2 separate regions of the Mus musculus genome follow, and region 1 is linked to region 2. The links are chromatin contacts, called in public ChIA-PET maps. All regions are on one chromosome and are shown on one strand. The core of a region is the stretch at or near the end of the contact, and the rest is flanking DNA. Distances in the headings are between cores, read along the strand shown.

Region 1 (6,335 bases), core at 362-2,861, 370 kb before region 2:
TGGGATCCAGGACCTCCTTGTTTCAAATGCAATCACCAGGGCCCTTTGAGGGACAACTGAAAGCAAAGACCCAGAGAAGGTGTGGCAAGGAGACCTCATTTAGAGGAAAATACTGGCTCTGGAGATGACAGGCATGACCTACGAGTCCAGGAGGCCTCTAGGAGCTAAAAAGAGGCAAGAGCTCAACACTAGTTTCCAGAAGGGACAAGCCTCGTCAGCACCTGGACATCACCAGTGAAACACCTGCTGCAGACTCTGGTCCTTTAGAACTCTTAAGTTTATGTTGTTTCAAGGCAACAAAAATGTAGGCCATTGGTACAGGAACAACAGGAAGTCCATACATTCTCATCAAGTTTCACTTTGTACTGGCCCAGTACTGACGACTTCCTGAGCTTACAGTAGCACTCTGGGTCCAGACAGAGTGCATCTCAGTGTCTTCCTTCTAATGTAAACTTTTCCCTCTGTCCCCAGTGGTCCTGGACCTGGGTATTTCTTGCTTCATAGCCAAAGAAGACCTGGAACTCCTATCCCCCCCCCCCCACCCCCATGTACTGCTATGACAAGGGTACCCCACCATATCCAGTTTATTTGGTGCTGGAAATCAAACTCAAGGCTAGGCAAGCACTTTGACAACTAAGTTACATCCTCAACCCCTTTCACTTTTCTGCTTGTCCTTTCTATATATCCGCCCAACGGCATGAAGAAACTTTCTAAAACTGCAAATTAGACCTTGTAATTTCCATCTCAGACACTGAATTCCAAATTTCATGCAGTGGCTCATCCTCTTTGAGCTTTCTACACACACACTTTGTCTTCCCTGTCCCTCAGCAACTTAGGCTCAGGATCTTTCCCACTGCCTGGAAGCACTCTCCCTTCTACTGCCCTGACTTGGAGCACTTTTCACATCTCCAGTCGCAGGGACTCAGCCTTACATTGTTCTGTCTGGGGTAATGTACACCTGACCACTGAAACACCGGTGAATACAGCGACATATAAGTTGAGATGAAGGCCAGGGAGAACAAGAGCTTGTGTTGGCTCTGAGATCCGTCCCTACATTCATTTGCAAAAATACCGCATTTTGTTTTCAAGATGATAAAAACAGTGACTGCGAGTAGGATAGGGAATTGAGGACAAGTTCCGAAGTGACGCTCCGGCGTCCGAATGAGTTTAGGTCACCTCCCTGTTCAACGCGGGTCCCTATGCCTGTCATTCATTTGAAAGGACACGACTGTATGGCTGTTTTCAGGGTGACGGTAACAGTATCGGAATGCAAAGCAGGACGCTCAGGATAAGTTACTGCAGAGAACAGATTCCGAAGGAAGTGACACCCTGGTGCCCAGATGAATCTAGGTCTCCTTCCAGTCCTACTTTGGTATCCAAGCGGTGTGGGAGAGGGCGATGATGCTGGGCTCAAGAGCTTGCGGTCTCTCACCCCCTTCCGTGTGGCCGCCCAGGGTTCCGCCTATCGCCGCCGCTTCCGCAGCCCCGAGGCCCCGACGTGGCGCCTCCAACCCCGGGCTGACACTGGCAACGCAGCCAATGGTAGCGTTTGCGGGGCGGCGCGCGAGGCCTCCCGCCGCCAGAGGGCGCCGCCCCGAGCGTCGCGGGCTGGCAGCTGCGGTGGGTCGCCCAGGGAAGCTGCGAGACTGTGAGAGCTCTTGAGCCGGTGAACGCACATCCCGCTGTCGCCTCCGCACTCCGCGCCCCTCGGCTCCTGGGTGCCGCCCCGCAGGTGAGGGAAGGGGACGCGCGGGCGTCGCGGGCAGGGTCGCGCTCTTCCAATCGCGTGCGTGCGCCGCGTCGCTTCGTGAGCACGCGCGGCCGTTAACGGACTTCAGGCGGGGGAGGGGCGCGGACCCCCGAACCGGCTGCACGGGCTCCTCGGGAGTCGTAATCCGGGCACGCGCGGCGGCCCCTGCCACCTGGACTGCCTGGCCGACATCCACGCACTAGCTTTTGGTGGTTTAGCATTTCGTTATTCCTGGGTGCTGGGTGATCGCGGGGCGTCCGTGTTAGTAAGTGTCTCGGTTTGGGGACGCTCGCGACGCCAGCTGAGTGCGCGCTCGCCGGTGTCGGGTTCGCCCCTTGCGGGTGTTATGCGCGGCCCACCCCGCGTATGGGTGGCGACTGGCTTCCGGTGTTCGGCCGGGGTTCGGAGACTGTACGAGGGTTCTCGGTTTTCCTTTCCCCACCCTTAAAGAATGGAGACCTGTCAGTTCCCATTAGCGGGAATTTCCGGTTAGGGGTAGTCAGCGCAGGGGTGTGGTCAGGTTGGAAGGTCCTAGCTGGGCCCAAGGGGTGGTGCCTGCGCTCTGACTGGGTGAATTTATTCCGGGGTTGGGCGTTTTTTGGGTCCCCAGATGTTAAGGGATCAAAGAGGGTCATAGTGTTAGGTATTTAAGACCAAGAGGGTCTGGTGTAGACCTGCGCTGTCCGATGGTAATGTGGCCACTGGTAAAGTGGGGTGGTCGAGCACTGGAATGTGGCAAGAATTGAGATTCACTTTTGGTTTCAATTTGTTTGTTTGTTTGTATGTTTGTTTCGAGACAGAATTTCTCTGTTTAGCCTTGGCTGCCCTGGAACTTACTTTGTAGACCAGGCTGGACTTGAGCTTAGAGATCTGCTTTCCCCTACCTCCCGAATGCTGTGATTTAAAAGCCGTGCCACCACCGCCCCACTCCGGTTTCAGTTTTAAAGTCTGATTTGAAAGATTTCGTTTGGGAGGAAGAAAAAGAACGAAAAAGATCTCCTTGGTAAACTCCTATGCTTAAATCAGCCAGTGTTTAGCAAGCAGTGTGTTATATACTTGAGGTGATACCTGTTGTGGCTACGTTAGAATTAAAACAATCTGTCCAGTTTCTTTTTACTATTTTAGTATGGCCACTTCGTAATTTAAAATGGCACGTACCGCCGGTATCGTATTTCGATTGGACAATGCTCTACTGGACTGGGGGAGGGGCTGGGCGCTCTTGCCATCTGCTCTTTTCCTGCTTCTTTTGGAAGTAGCTGCTTTTCATGGAGGTCTTGAAGGAATCCAAGGCTCTCTTCACCTCCGTTGAAATGATGAGCAGAGCTGCACTGTGTGTGCGTGAGTGTATGTGTGGGTGTGGACTTGGTGTTGGTGTGGTGTTCTTCATCTTTGGACTAAATCAAGTGCATGGACAGTTTTCTCTATTGAAAAATTTCCCCTTTCTGCTCTGTTAGACCAGCAGGGTGCGCTACAGATGTGAATAAGGTTGAGTTATTGAGGTTGAAAATGTCAGTATTTGGAGTGGGGTATTATGCAAAGAACAGGTTGATCAGTGTCCTCAAGATGTACCAAAACACCCCTTCCCAGCTGTGTTCCTGTGACTTTTGGTTGGGGGTTATATTCTATATGCCTACAGGCTCTTGTCTTGTGGTTCCAAGATCTATTAGTAACAATGTTCATTTGCCAGCTGTAAGGTTTTACAGTTGTCAATATTGACTGATTTTTGAAACTGATTTGGGTGTATTCAATCCATTTGTAAATGACTGGTTGATAGTCAACTATAGAAATAGTTTGAGTAGCTAGTTAAGAAGGAGATAGAAATCAAAAACATCTTTAGACAGAATACCTCGGGAGGAAAGTTGCTTTCTAGATAATACCTTTGTGTGCTTTGTCTCAGCAAACCCACATTTTCTCCATGATCTTCAAGTGAAATGTGTTTACAGTGCCGGGTGTCAGCTGCGTGCTGTGGCCTCGGCCACTTAGAGTGAAATGGCAGGGTGCCTTGGAGCCCTGGAGTTCCCCAGCCTGGGCAGCGGTGAGGTCTCACCTCAAACAGCAAACAACAAAACAATTGGAACAAACTTCTGAGATATATAAAAATGAAGAAAAAGTGATTGGTGAGCGCTAGTTCTCCCTCCCTTCCTACACACACACACTCACACACACACACTCTTTTTGTTTTTTTGTTTTTTTTGTTTGTTTGTTTTGTTTTTGAAACACACAAACTAGGGTCATCAGGCTCGGCAGTAACGACTTAACCTGTCTTGCAACTCTGTCATAGCTTTCTCAGTGACTTCATTGATGTTAAAAAAAAAATGGGGTTGCTTAACTTTGCCAGGTTTTGCCCCAACAAGAAGTTTTGCAAGTTTGCCTTTTAATTTTACAAGTTTAGCAATGTGTTGTCTAGTTAATTTCATAACATTATGGAAGATAAGAGAGGATGTGAATTTGGAGCCAGGGGTTGCTCGAGCATGCATGGTGAGAAGGCAAGAAGTGTCAGCCTTGAGCAGGAGGGCCTCCTGAGGATCGGAGCACAAATTATCTCAGTGAAATCTTTTCTTTTGAAGAATCCCAGGTTTATAGCTGAGATGCACAGTGAGTTGCTTTGTCTGGCTGGAGGCTGCTTCCCTTATAGAATCCAGAATCTCTTGGTTGCTTCAAAGTTCCTGCTTGGGGGGTGGGGGGTGGAAGGGGGGATTTAGCTCAAACCAGGAGTTACCTTTCTGGTGCTGTTTGTTGTAGTCCTTTGCACTTTATGAACAAGACCAATGTTGTCACCAAACTGATGCTCCGGAAACTCCAGTTTCCAGGAAAGGGAGCTATCTCAAGAAGAAAGAAGCTGACTCAAGGAAGAGAGAAGCTGTTTCAGGAAGAGAGAAGCTGTTTAGCAGGGTTTGTCTACCTGGATTGCAGCGGGCAGGGTGTGGCATTTTGCCCTCTTGCCCAGGTCTGGATAAGTGAAGAGTCAGCTAATGTGCACTGTTGCAAGATGGGTTCTCAAAATGTTACTTGAACCACTTGGCTTTATTTTGTTGGGTTTTTGTTTTGTTTTGAGGCTGGGTTTCTTATGGTTTCTTATATGTAGCCCTAGTTGTCCTGGAATTTATAGATCAGGCTGGCTTCCAAATCACAGAAATCTACCTGCCCCTGCCTCTTGAGTGCTGAGACTAAAGGTGTGTGCGCCACCATCATCTGACTTGGTGGTTGTTTTAAATCAGGAAGTCTGAGGAGAGAATTGCAATTAAAAATTTTACTTGAAACTAGGGACACTTGGGCAGGGAAATGACTCAGTGGGTAAAGGTGCTTGCTGTGCAAACCTGAAGACTCAAGTTCGCCCTCCAGAACCCACATAAAGGTGGAAGGAGAGAACTGACACCATCCAGTTGTTGTTTGACTGTGTGTGTGCCATGGCACACGGGCTCACATACATAGCACATACAAAGAATGAAGCCTTAGGAACACTTTTTTAAAAAGCAAAAATACAGGCAGAGGCAGGTGGATTTCTGAGTTCGAGGCCAGCCTGGTCTACAGAGTGAGTTCCAGGACAGCCAGGGCTATACAGAGAAACCCTGTCTCGAAAAACCAAAAAAAAAAAAACCAAAAAAAAAAAAAAAGCAAAAATGCAATAATACTGGACCACATTTTCTTACATTCTTTAAAAATATCTCTTATTTATATCTTGACAATTTCATACATATATCTTGATCATATACACATCCAGAATGCTTTGCCAGTCCCATAATGGAAGTTGAGTCAGGCCCACCTGGTAGTCTGTCTGTTGGGATGCCTTGTAAAGAAGGTTGCTTCACACAAGTATTTGTATCTGAATATGTCCTGGCCAAGCATATCCATGGAGCAGTTTTCTTGGAAGTGTTTCCTGGCCCCTCAGCTCCAGCTAAGATGTTTAATGACTCCACTTGAGTATGTCTATGTGTGCATATGTGTGCAGAGCATGTTTATGCCCTTCCTCTTGAGTGACCATCCAGTGTCCACCCGTGTCTGAGCCCAGGCCACTGGAGACAGGCTCTGACCCTCCTTCAGGAGTCAGGCTGGCTTTTAAGTATGGCTCTGTCATTTCCTTGTGCTGTGTCCTGAGGCTAGCTTTGTGTCCAGGGTCATTTTTTTTTTTGTGTATCCTCATAGCACTGAGGTCAGGTGACTTACTACAGGTAAAGTACTTGGCATAGCTTGGGGGGGGGAGGGGGAGAGTGAGAGAGAGCGAGCGAAAGAGAGCGCCTGCGCATCAGCTACCATTTCTGTAACATCTCAACTTTTCCTGGAATCTGTTCATAAGAGCTGTTTTCTCCCTGTGCAGTGAAAGTTGAAAGGCTGTGGATTTCTCCATACTGGGCTTGTTTAGACTGAAGGACAATCAATACCTTTCACCTAATAGACACTGAACAGGGGATTAGAACAGGGATCCAGGGCGATTTTTCTCCCTCCTCACATAACTTCACGCAAATAAAGAATTTTAAGGCAGCTGATCTCTAAAAGAGATCAGAGATTCTAGCTTGTTAGAGTTAATGAGAATAATTCCTACCTAACTTGATTTTCTGATTGGACGTGTACTGCAAACAGCCCTCTG
Region 2 (6,715 bases), core at 1,108-3,607:
TTTAACCATAGATGACACTTCTGCCACTGGAACCACCCAGTTTGGTGTCATTTGTTGCCATTGTCCCAGGACTTGAGTTCGTGATACAGCTATGGCTTTGTGCCTTTTGGGGACCTCGCTGATATGTTACATTAATTTGGGGGGACTATTAAGCACCCTGTGATTTTGAATCAATTGCTACGTGATCTTGAACAAATCATTCGGCTTCTCTGGGCTGCAGGTATGGTGATCCATGGTTTGGAAACTTTAGATGGGAGGGAGATTAACTTACGGTGGCCATGTTGTTCTGCTTGCAGAGGACTCCCAGACAGTCGTGTGCACCTGTGGAACCTATGGGGCCTGCACTCCTTACCTTGGAAGAGAGTGGAAGACGCACGCTTCAGAGACATTGTGACCAAAGTGACTGAGAATGGAAGGTTTGTCTTTAGAGGGCCTCTGTTTGCTGGCGATCATTAGTTTCTAGAACTTTCCTTCTAAGAGGAGGCTTATGACCTAGCAAAACCCAGTAATGTCTGACCTTCCAGTGGGCTTGGTAGGCACAGTGCCCAAGACTGCGACCCTGCTGGGGACAAGTTATTTTCAGTTATGGAGGAAAAGGTGCAGAGTAGTCATGCGCATCCTGGACATGCCGCCACAGAGGCAGAGAAGCTGAGAACTGAGTAGGCTTGGCCCATCTGAGAAAAATGTTTTGAAACGCACCTGACAGGTACTTGCTCTTTGCCTCCGTGACCAGCAAGCCACCATCTGCTAACTGGAAAGGTATTACGTTCTCCCATGCACCTGTGTAAGGCAAGCAACAATACCATGGCCTCTCTACTGATGAGGAGACTGAGGCAGGGAGCTCCCGACACACCCCCAGCACGGAGTAACTATCTATGGAATGTGAATTAGTCTGTATGGTATGTGTACACACGGGTGTGTAGGCCAGACATTTGAGGTCTTCCCTAGTCACGCCTCACCTTAGTTTTTGAAACAGGGTTCTCTGAACCTGGAGCTCACAGATTAGGCCAGCAAACCCCATCCCCCTTCTCTCTACTTTCCCCATACTGGTACCACTACTCCTGGCTTTTTATGTAGGTTCTGGGATTAAACGTGGGTCCTCATACTAGGACTAAGTTTTATTGCCACAGCCCCATAGTGTGAATTAGATGAATCAGAGAGAGGCCAAGACCTGTACCCAGCAGACACTACAGAGCCTGGACAGGAAGGAAGCACCCTGTACAGTCACAGTCCTCTACCTCCTGTTCATATATGCTGGCCCACTTTGTTGCTTTTGGTCCTTACATGAAGCTAGCAAAGTTCCTGCTGCTGATCCTGGTGGATGTGGAGATGGAGGCTCAGACAAGCTTGGCTGTCTGCTTCTACCTGATAGCTTCCTTTCCTTTCTCTGTGAGCTCTGGCCCAGCTTGGGGTCTGCAGCTGAGGACTTAGTCGGTCCTTGCCTTGGAGAGACTTGTGTTCATCACGAGGCTCATTCACATCTCTAGGTCCTGGTAACTGTAGCCCATCTTCTCAAAGTCCAATGCAGGTATCTCTGCCAGCCTCAACTGGTTCAGCTAACATCAGCATCTCCAGGGCTTGGAGCTGAGGCTGTCAGTCAGACACCTTTTTGAACCAGAAAGGACTAGGTTTGGAGTCCCCTCTTTGGACTGGAGATGGTGACACCAACCCTAAACATTTTTTCTGAAAGGTAGAGGTGAGGAAGACAAGCCTGCACTGCTTCTCTTCACAGTGAATGCCCGTGTCTGGGCCTGGAGACCTGTGCTCACACGTGCTCCAGAAAGGTCTCCTCACAAGTGCTTGGAAAGTGCCAGCTCTAAATGGGTCCCAGAGAGATTTCAGCTCTCATCGAAACACTGTTTTAACTGCAAGCTAGTACCCACACACATTGTGACCTGCAGGACAAAGGCTGTTTTGTGTTTGTTTCCCTTCCTGTAACCCAACCTGAATAGCAATAAATAGGAGACGCAGAGTACATTCACCCCAGCTTTCTTCTCTTTTCAGATGAGACTGTCGGGCAGGGCTTGGCTTGCTTTCTTCTACTTTAATTCAGAAACAATCGTTTCATTTGTATTTCTGTATTCTTGTTCTGAAATTCTGTATACCAGTACCACGACATGGGCACTCTACTGCTAGACTTCAAGACAAGGGCTTTACTGCCCCTTTGCAGATGGAGAAACTGAGGCCCTGGCTCAGACCGAGTCCCCACTGTAGGTTGTTGCTTTGGGCAGGGGGCGGGGAGGGGTTGTGGATACTGCCTGGTGGTTCCCCCAGCTCTGCCACTGTCCTGGCTTCCCCCAGGCGCTGCAGCTGTCCTAGGGTGCAGAACACTGTGCACACGTGCTGATAGCTTACCGTGAACTGCTGCCTTCTTCACTTAGAGCAGCCAGCTGTGGCAACCAACCACAGAGCAAGTGCAAATGAGCCACAGTTGGCCACTTAAGTTTCTCTTTCCTGTCAGATGGGTGACTTATGGGACCTGTAGGTGTGCAGGGCCACAGAAGGGACCTGGCTGGCTTGTCCTTGAGAAACACACACAAGAATACCTATGAGCTATTTGACTATTTCACCAGTCACAGAAAGATCCCTGGTAATGAGTTCCAGAAGGTTCCTTCATGGCCATTCTAAATCTCCCCAGCACACTATTTAGCCAAAGACTCTGCCTTCTTAAAATGTTACCTTTTCCTGGTTTGCTTGTTTTTGTTTTGTTTTTGGAACAGTCTCATTATGTTGCCAAGGCTAGCCTGAAACGATCAAACTTCGTGTTCCCAATTGCACTGAACTTCCTTTGTCTTAACTTTATCGCACTAATATTTTTTGTGTGCTTATGTGCATGAGCATCCGTGAACGGCAGTGAGAGTGAGAAGATCAGAGAACAACTTGTGAGAGTCAGTCTTCTTCCATTCGTGGGTCCTGGAGATTACACTCAGTCATCGAGCTTGGTGGTACGAGCCATCTCTCCAGGTGCACGACCATCTGTCTGAGCATGTATGCGTCTACATGCATGTGTGTGGATACATGATATGTGTGAACATGTGAAGGGCTGAGGTTGTTCAGTAACACTCCACTTTTTTGATGCATGGTCTCTCCTTTAATTCAGTTTGGCAATCCCATCTAGTCTAACTTGCCAGATTGCCCCAGATATCCCCATCACTGCCTCCTGAGTGCCCACACCTGCCTAGTTTACCTGGGTTCTGAAGGTCCAGGTTCTGGTCCTCATACTTACAAAGCAAGCACCTTATTCACTGAGCCATTCCCCTGGCCCTTTGCTTTGTTAGGATCTCATTGTATAGCCTAGGCTGCCCTTGAATTTGTGACAATTCTCCTGCCTCAGTCTTTTTTTTGTTTGTTTGTTTGTTTTGTTTTTGTTTTTTTTTTTCAAGACAGGGTTTCTCTGTGTAGCCCTGGCTGTCCTGGAACTCACTCTGTAGACCAGGCTGGCCTCAAACTCAGAAATTCGCCTGCCTCTACCTCCCGAGTGCTGGGATTAAAGGCATGCACCACCACCGCCCAGCCCTGCCTCAGTCTTCAGTGTTGGGATTATAGGCAATAGCAACTATGCCTGATTTTTTTTTTTGTTGTTTTTTGTTTTTGTTTTGTTTTTGGGGACAGGGTCTCACTTGTAGCCCCAGCTGGCCTTGAACTTGAACTCACAAAGACCTTCCTGTCTCTGCCTTCTGAGTTCTGGGACTGAAAGTATATGTGCCACCCACACTTCTGGCTTGATCTTTTCTTGCTCTCAAACTGTGTGTCCTCAAACACCCCCAGAAAGAGCAAATGTTTCTACCATAAAGAAATAAGGGCTGGGGAGATGGCTCAGTCAGTACAGCACTTACCTTGCGAGCATGAGGCCCCATGTGTGACCTAGGCACACAGGGGTGGTGACATGTACTTGCAATGGAGGCAGAAGCAGGAAGAGCCCTGGGACCCACTGGCTAGTCAGCCTAGCCTACACTGAGAGTTCTAGGATAGCAAGAGATTCCCCCCATAGCAAGGGAGATGGTGCCCAAGGAACAATACTCAATGTCCGTATCTGACTTTGCAGGGACTTATGAATGCAAACACACACACACAGACACACACACACACACACACACACACACACACATCCGTCCTGTGTGTGTGTGAGGGAAGTAGATAGTCTTACTGTGACTTATGCATTATAGTGTGAACATGTGCGGGAACATCGCATACTCTTTCTTAATATGTACTGGCTTTAGGTGCTAAAAGGCAAATTTAAAAGTCTGGTGTAAGCCGGGCGGGGTGGCGCACGCCTTTAATCCCAGCACTTGGGAGGCAGAGGCAGACGGATTTCTGAGTTCGAGGCCAGCCTGGTCTACAGAGTGAGTTCTAGGACAGCCAGAGCTACACAGAGACACCCTGTCTCGAAAAACCAAAAAAAAAAAAAAAAAGTCTGGTGTAATGCTTGTAATCCCAGCAATGGGGAAGTGGAGGCAGGAAAATCAGGAGTTCAAGGTCATCTTCAGCTACTTAGCCACACAGCCAATTCAAAGCCCTCTTCCTCCCACTGGATGGTTGGGTGCTGTGCACAGGCTGCAGATCCTGGATAGGTGGCTCCTGACCTGACCTGAGTAATTACATTACTCATAAAAGGAATGCAAAGCGACAGTGGAAGGGGACTCCTGTGCCTCGAAAACCATGGAGGCCATCTCCTCCTTCTCCTCCTCTTCCTCCTCCCCCTCTTCTACGGCTTCATATATGCCACTTCTCTTTCCTCTCCCTTTCCCTCTCCCTCTGTCCCCTCTCTCTCAGGAAACAGAGCCAGTGTGTGTGACACATAGGACATAGTGCCAGGCTAAGACACCAACACCCCAAATACTTCTCACTTGGAGACACTCAGTGTTCAAGAACCCAGATGGTGATAGTGCTGCTGAGAACACACAAGTCATCCTGGGAAGGCGAAAGTGAAAGAGTGGGGATTCATCAATACTCATGGGGGAAAAGGAGAGGGAAGAAAGAGACAAGAACAGGAGAAAGGAGGCTCTGTAGAGAGCCATTGCCAGCAGTGTGAGCCCTGGGCTCCTGCCCCAGGCTGGAGAAAAAGTTTTCCTTAAGTGTCTCAGCTCCAAGGAAGAAAGTAGGGGTGGATGCATGCCAAGAGTCTTTATTTAAACCACAGTGGGTAGGTGGCTAAGTGGGTGGCTTGGTGGTCTGCCCCTGTCACTCAGCATTTGGAGGCCCACAAAGTCTCAGTACTATGGTCACTGGTCTCCTGGGCTTGGGCAGAAGAGCATCATGATAGGGCATGTGAAATTCTATACCCACGGTCAGACAGAAAGCTAAGTGGGTGAGTGTTTCAGTTAGGGTTTTATTGCTGTGAACAGACACCATGACCAAGGCAGCTCTTTTTATTATTTTTAAAGATTTATTTATTTTATGTATGTGAGTATACTGATACTGTCACTCTCTTCATCAGAGAGACACACCAGACAGCATTTGAAATGTAAATGAAGAAAATATCTAATTAAAAAAAAAAGAAGAAGAAGAAGAGACACACCAGAAGAGGGCATCATATATCATATATACATCAACCATGTAGTTGCTGGGAATTGAACTCCGGTCCACTGAGCCACCTCTCCAGTCCCCCAAGACAACTCTTTTTGTTTTGTTTTGTTTTGTTTGTTTTGTTTTTTGAGACAGGGTTTCTCTGTATAGCCCTGGCTGTCCTGGAACTCACTCTGTACACCAGGCTGGCCTCGAGAGTATGAAACTCAGAAATCCGCCTGCCTCTGCCTCCCCAGTGCTGGGATTAAAGGCGTGCGCCACCACACCTGGCTCCAAGGCAACTCTTAATTGGGCAACATTTAATTGGAGCTGGCTTACAGGTTCAGAGGTTCAGTCCACTATCATCAAGGTGGGAGCATGGCAGCATCTGGACAGACATGGTACAGGAAAAGCTGAGAGTTCTACATCTTCATCTGAAGGCTGCTAGGAGAAGACTGGCTTCCAGGCAGCTAGGACAAGGCTATTAAAGGCCACGCCCACAGTGACACACCTACTCCAACAAGGCCACACCCTCTAATAGTGCCATTCCCTGGGCCAACCACATTCCACTCCCTGTCCCTGCATAGGCTTGTTCAAACACATGAGTCTATGGGGCCACACCTATACATAGCATAATAAAAAATACATCCCGCATTATCTTTAAGAGTCTCGACAATGTTAAAGGTCCAAAGTTCATCCAATCACTTAACTGTAATCCCCAAAGCAAGACAGGAAACCACTGGGCAAACTTCAAACTCTGCATCTCCATGTTTGATGTCAAAGTGGTCTTCAGATCTCCACTCCTTTTTCATCTTTGTTGACTGCAACAGACTGCTTTCTCCTGGGCTGGTTCCACTCCCTGTTAGCAGCTTTCCTCAGCAGATAGCCCATGGCTCGGGCATCTCAAATATCGTGGGGTCTCCAAGGCAACTTCAGCTTCATAGCTTCTTGTTCCAATGTCTGGAATCTGCACATGATCTTCTGGGTCATTTCTCCAGCTCTGCCCTCTATGTAGCACTCTAAGCTCAGGTTGATCCACCCCATTGTTGCTGTTGTTCTTGTTGATCATCTCATGGTGCTGGCATCTCCAACATGCTGGGGTTTTCCACCGCAACTAGGCTTCACCAATAGCCTCTCATAGGCTCTCTTCATGGTGCCAAGCCTCAGCTTCTTTGCATGAACCCTTCCATCCTGACCATCAACTACAACT

Evidence for each region. ChIA-PET counts read pairs in DNA pulled down with a chosen protein or histone mark.
Region 1: an RNA polymerase II ChIA-PET map of memory CD8 T cells shows a contact between it and region 2, with 17 read pairs. The contact joins the promoter of Zc3h7a here to the enhancer-like site in region 2. A contact is called at or near these places in 4 of 39 promoter capture datasets (the C10 cell line, liver, neutrophils and 1 more), 1 of 15 datasets of contacts at CTCF or cohesin (the NIH/3T3 cell line), 1 of 115 datasets of contacts at active chromatin or transcription factors (memory CD8 T cells) and 2 of 9 other capture datasets (adipose tissue and liver).

The regions. Positions count from the first base shown.
Region 1 is chr16:11,171,617-11,177,951 of GRCm38.p6, reverse strand. Zc3h7a (zinc finger CCCH type containing 7 A) reads left to right here and starts at 1,611. Exons shown (of 23, transcript NM_145931.3): 1 at 1,611-1,732.
Region 2 is chr16:10,801,968-10,808,682 of GRCm38.p6, reverse strand. No RefSeq gene overlaps it. Among named protein-coding and RNA genes, the nearest start is that of Prm1, 8.5 kb to the right of the region's middle. Within about 2 kb of position 2,357, at least 42 of the 459 cell types and tissues checked have an H3K27ac peak or open chromatin away from gene starts, as enhancers often do. A contact at or near this core is called in memory CD8 T cells, where this site is marked.